Regions from separate parts of the Gasterosteus aculeatus genome. Here region 1 is linked to region 2. A link is a contact called in public Hi-C data. All regions are on one chromosome and are shown on one strand. The core of a region is the stretch at or near the end of the contact, and the rest is flanking DNA. Distances in the headings are between cores, read along the strand shown.

Region 1 (2,858 bases), core at 104-2,603, 38 kb before region 2:
GGCGGAGAGACGTCCACTCAAGAATCCAACATGGTCCGCCATGTTGTTCACTCAAGGGGCGTGGTTAACCCCCGCCAGTTCCTATGTATTGTTACCAATTTGTATGTTCAAGATTTTCGTGTACATTTTTACGAACAGGTTTTGGAGATCACGTTGCCTAACCAGGAAATCCCCTGTTGCAAACCTAAAAAACGCTGAAATACATCTTGAAATCCAAGATGTGTCTTGGACTTGAACTTAAAGCCTTGACACATGAAACCCTCGTTTTAATAATCCGCATGCACTAAAAAAGCTGTAGCGCGCGTTAGGGTTTACATCCCTTTCCTCAGTCACACCCGGCTGATCATTTGCACAAGACTGTTCACAATTTAGTTCCACACTAGAGCACTTTTTTTAATGTTTGTTTCGTCGTCCTCCTCCTCTTCTCTTCCCTTCGAACGGCTCTCGGTGGCGGAGGGGAGCAGCGGCAGTGAGGCAGCACTGGGCCTGAAGGGCACTTTTCAGCCTGGCCAGACACACTCGGGCCTTGCTGCTTGGCTGCGCCACATGGGTCACCGCCTTACATTACGAGGGCCCTGCCAAAGTCAGCCAGGCGGAGCCCTGCAACATACCTGAAAACCAAGGAACAAAGTCGCTGCGACCAAACCAGCCTGTTTTACTGTGACAACGCGGCGTGACATCAGGAAATGAGATGTGAATATCATCTCAAGCATGAGGTGTATCAGCAGTGGATGGATTTTTCTAGCCATAGATATCCATTCGCATTGCCCGCCTTAATAATTATACCAAACGAAAAGCCCTGGCCGATAGGTTTGATTGGTGGGCCTCGTGTCTCGGCACTCCTGCGGGGCCCTTGGGTGCTCCCGCTGAGGTCACGAGGGGAGACTGAAGCAGACCTTATGTGTCAGCCACCGTTATTTATTTTGGAGTCCAGGCTCTATTCATCATCCCGCTGCCACTCCGAACCCTCTCCGCATCTCCCCCGGCCTCTCCCCCCTGCGTCCCGCCTCCTCAGCCCCGTGATCGACGCTTCGCGAGAGGCACCTCAAGGTGGGGCTAAACGGTCTTATATCCCCAATCATGTGGCGGGGGCGGAGTCCGACCCGCTCCTGCTGCCTGCTCAGCCCGTACTGTACATGACGGGAGGGGGGGCAATTAAACCCCCATTCTTATTTCTCACTAATATTTTTTTTGTCAAGGGGGGCAGGGGAGGGTAATTTAGCAGGAAGACCGGGGGGGTATCAGTGCGCCAGATTACAAGAAAACGTGCCCCATTCCGTGTCAGTAGTTGAAACCAGCAGCCTCCCCCAGCCCCCCCCCCCCCCCCCGCGACTCCCCCCTCCCTCTTTACGCACGCCGTACTCCAGTGGAGGAAACGGCAGTTCAGATCACATTTCACATTCAGCTCCGACCGGCTGAGAGAGAGACAGCCAGCGAGCAGAGGGGGAGCCGAGTCTCCGCTTTCCTCTCCGGTACCTTCGCCAGTGGAAGAAAATAATAACCATTTATATTCAAAAAGAAAAAAAAAAGACGCTCCGGCGGACGAACGAGCGTGCGCGCGCGCGCCGCGAGAACCCCCCAAAAACACCACCGGGATTTCTTTTTTCTTCTTCTTTGCTCATATGTGTTCCTGCAGGATTTTTTAGAGAGCCACAGAGAAATAGACAGACAAGAAGAAGAGGAGGAAGAAGAAGAAGAAGAAGAGATGGACGAGCAGACGAGGTTGATGCACTCGCACACGGGGGTGGGCATGGCGGGGCACCCCGGCCTGCCGCCGCATATGCAGGAGGGCACCGGAGGACCGGACGGCGACGGGAGGAAACAGGACATTGGAGACATTTTACAGCAAATCATGACCATCACGGACCAGAGTCTGGACGAAGCTCAGGCCAGGTAAAGACCGCGAACGCTCCCCGGGAATAAAAGGGGGATTAGAGACCGAGTGCGCGAGGTTGGACGCGCGAGTTTGCGCGTCCGTGTGCAAAGCGACGCGAGACGCACATTCGCCTCACCTTTCAATAAGAAAGTGCGCGAGAACGCGTGACAACGCGTCGCCCTGCTAAAGCGCTGAAACACAGCCGCGGTGCGTTCACGAGACGCCCGAAACATTAAAGCCAAAAACGTGTGTTTGCAATGTAATTACTGAGTTGTTGGTCGCGAGCCGATGCAACTTTATTACTCGCGATGCACTTTAAACCGACTGACGACGCCAGCTGTGCGCTTGTAATGTTTTACTTTATTGATAAAGTTGGTCAGAAAAAAAAAAAGAATTAATTATGATTTCATAGTCAGAGGAAAATTGACGAATTAACAGCTGCTGTTAATCAGTCTCAACGCAGTTGTATCATTTATGATTATATTATTTAGAGCATTTATCTAAAAGGTCTGTGGAATGCGTGTGTTGGAATCTGAAGCCACTTTTCTGTTTCAGGAAACACGCTCTCAACTGTCACAGAATGAAGCCTGCCCTTTTCAATGTCCTGTGTGAAATCAAAGAAAAAACAGGTACGTTCACGGTAGATCTGAGCAGGGGAGCCAAACACTGCACTGTTGTTGTTGTTGTTGTTGTTGTTGTTGTTATTGTTGTCCACACAATGTCCCCTAATGGAGCTCGGAGCTGGCAAAGCAGACACGGAGAGCCACCGGCTATTTAATCACCTACGTGTCCGTCCGGCCTCCGATTCACACAACAGAACCCTGATGTTTGGAGCGTCGCTCACAGCACAATTCACCGCATAAATTTCACTGACGTGTGTTTCCTCCTGCAGCTTCAAAGTCTGTGCGTTTTTTAACTCTTTCACAATAGGACCTGTGGACAATTACCCCGAGCAGTCCTTATCAATTACGGTGTCAGGGCA
Region 2 (2,803 bases), core at 115-2,614:
TGGAACGGATGGTTCTCAGATGGAGGAGAGTCGGGGGGCTCGCAGTGTTTTCCACAGTAGAAAATGGAAGGTGGGACTTGAGATTTTTCAAGAATGGCATGGGAGACCTCTAGTGGAAGGCAGCGGTATCCATCTACTAAAAGAGCGAGGAACATTTTGTTCATCAAGTCCCCTGTGTTAATCAAATGCATCTTTATTATACACAAAGTAACAAGTGTACTTCGCAGTTTGAAATCTATTCATTTTATGACGAAAGAAAGACATTTTATTGGAAATTTCTTCTCAAAAGATGAAAAAAGATGCTTAAGAAAATACAAACAAACAGCAAGCCCTCTGGCAGCTATAGAGTACCATTACAAATATGCTGTGATGATAATAGTAACAATTACGGGTATAATTAAAAGGGGAGCTACAAAGAAAACAAGTGGATTGTGGATCCAGCGGCACTGAGAAAGCAGGAGTGAGTGAAAGACGTCCATGATTTCAAAAATTCTTTACGTAAATCTTAATAACTAAATACGTTGCGTCTAAGGCTGCCACTTGAGATTATTTTCATTTCACGTTTTGAATTAATCGATTCATTAATTAAGTCCAAGGTGACATCTTCTAATGTCTTGCTTTTTGGACTAATAATGATGAACAAGAGAGGAAGGCATCAGGAATGCTTGAGGAATCATTTTAATTGTTGGAGGGTTGGATGAAATCATTGATTAATCGTGCCAGCTCTAATTGAATGAGCCATTCGGTCAATATTGCCGGGTGAATAACAACGTCGTACCCACACGCTCTCCGGCTGACAGCTTGTTACGGCGCGGCGCGGCCCCGTAGGTGTGACCTTTCCCGACTGACCTCGGACCTTTTGCTCTCCCTGCAGTGCTGAGCATCCGCGGCGCCCAGGAGGAGGAGCCGCCGGATCCCCAGCTCATGCGCCTGGACAACATGCTGCTGGCAGAGGGCGTGTCCGGTCCGGAGAAAGGCGGCGGCTCGGCGGCGGCGGCGGCCGCGGCGGCGGCCTCGGGCGGGGTCGGGGCGGACAACTCCACGGAGCACTCCGACTACAGGGCGAAGCTGACCCAGATCAGACAGATCTACCACACAGAGCTGGAGAAGTACGAGCAGGTGAGGACATATAGTAGGAATAATACTGATAAATAATACTGATACCATTGATACCACTTCATCTCGCCATTTTTGAAGCGTTGCACCCGCCAGAACAACAGCAACATGACTTGAACATTCTAGACTCCATGAAGTCGAGGGCCTCCACAGCCGAACGGAGCCTACTTGTTCCGTAATGTTAGACCCCCTTCGCCAAATAAATCCCAAACAAAAAGATCTGCTTGAATGTTAAGTGTGCCCCTCTCAGTAGGTGATGTTTCTCAGCCCAGGATGGTCCAGCATGTGCACTACGTTGTGCCTTTCCAAGTATACTCCTCAATGTCTGTTGGACTCGGAGGATGGAGGGGGAGTCGGGAGGGGGGAGGATGGAGGGGGAGTGGGGAGGGGGGAGGGGGGAGGCTTTCCTTCATAAGCAGCGCATTTATAACAATGGCGTCGCTTTCGGATGCATGCGAGTGAGACAGATGAACACGCAGATAGACAGGCACACACACAAAGCCTGACACGGCTTAAACCCGGAGAGGGAGAGCGACGGGGGGAGAGGAAATAAAGAAGAGGAGACATTACGAGACGCCGAGTCGCAGTGTAATATGGTGGCAGATTCACGCCTGGTGTCACACGCGCTGGGTGAATGAAAAACGTTGTATTCGTCTCTCAGGGCGGCTGTGCTGTGAGAGGGGAACTGCCGTCATTGGTTCCTCTCAACAAACTGCCATCTCCACTTCTGTTGAATATGAAATATATCAGCGCTTACATTCCCCCTTTACTCTGTGAGAAAGCGCGCCCCAGATCTGCGACTTTTAAATACTGTGTGCCATTGCCTGTGTGTGTGTTTCTGCAGCGGTGAATAAGATATGCAAAGTCTTACGGCGTACTTCCATTGACACGTTCCCTGTGCGTGTGTGTCCTCTCCACAGGCGTGTAACGAGTTCACCACCCACGTGATGAACCTGCTGCGGGAGCAGTCGCGCACGCGGCCGATTTCGCCCAAGGAGATCGAGCGCATGGTGAACATCATCCACCGCAAGTTCAGCTCCATCCAGATGCAGCTCAAGCAGAGCACCTGCGAGGCCGTCATGATCCTGCGCTCCCGCTTCCTCGATGCCAGGTGGGCTTTTTCCTCCTCCCCGTGTACGCCGCCGCCCGTGCCGTTGCGTGCCAAAGCCGCAGTCAGAGGCGCAAACAACCTCGCTCTTCCTAACAAACGGTTGCAAATCGTCGCGCGCCTCCCCTGCTCGGCCTGATATCCATACGAACGGGCGACGTAGGAGGCCTATCGGGCTGTAAACATGCTGTAATTGCGGCGCGCCTGCCGTTCTGCTGCTTACACACACGCCCGCACGCAGCGGCCTGGTTTGCGTCTATGGATGCCATTTGGACCAGCATACCCAGCGACGCCGGCCAATAAGAGTTCACCGCGTGCTCCACAGCGCTAACTATTTCCCTTTTTTAATGTAATCGCTTGTTCCTCTTGATGCGCGCTTTGGATTTGCATACATTTCTCCGAGGATAAATGTCACTCAAAAGTCTGAGTCGGAGGCATAACATTTAAATGAGGCTTGCGCTCCCTTACAAAGCCCCCTATCTATTCTCTTGCAAATGATTGTGGCGGCGCGGAGGGGAAGGGAGAGGAAGGGGAGAGCTTTCACTGGTTGAGAGGCACCGCCATGCTCGGCGCCGCTGA

The links. A called contact is a pair of places that touch in the nucleus more often than the background predicts.
Region 1: a contact with region 2 is called in a Hi-C map of skeletal muscle, with 5 times the contacts expected there. The contact joins the promoter of LOC120823518 here to the enhancer-like site in region 2. A contact is called at or near these places in 4 of 6 Hi-C or Micro-C datasets (liver, skeletal muscle and whole body).

What each region holds. Positions count from the first base shown.
Region 1 is chr8:4,808,142-4,810,999 of fGasAcu3.hap1.1, reverse strand. It overlaps LOC120823518 (pre-B-cell leukemia transcription factor 1), which reads left to right and starts at 1,353. Exons shown (of 8, transcript XM_040183566.2): 1 at 1,353-1,893; 2 at 2,432-2,505. The coding sequence starts at 1,706.
Region 2 is chr8:4,770,097-4,772,899 of fGasAcu3.hap1.1, reverse strand. It overlaps LOC120823518 (pre-B-cell leukemia transcription factor 1), which reads left to right. Exons shown (of 8, transcript XM_040183566.2): 3 at 875-1,119; 4 at 2,037-2,227. Among protein-coding and RNA genes, the nearest start is that of med8, 22 kb to the right of the region's middle. Within about 2 kb of position 1,364, at least 2 of the 9 cell types and tissues checked have open chromatin away from gene starts, as enhancers often do.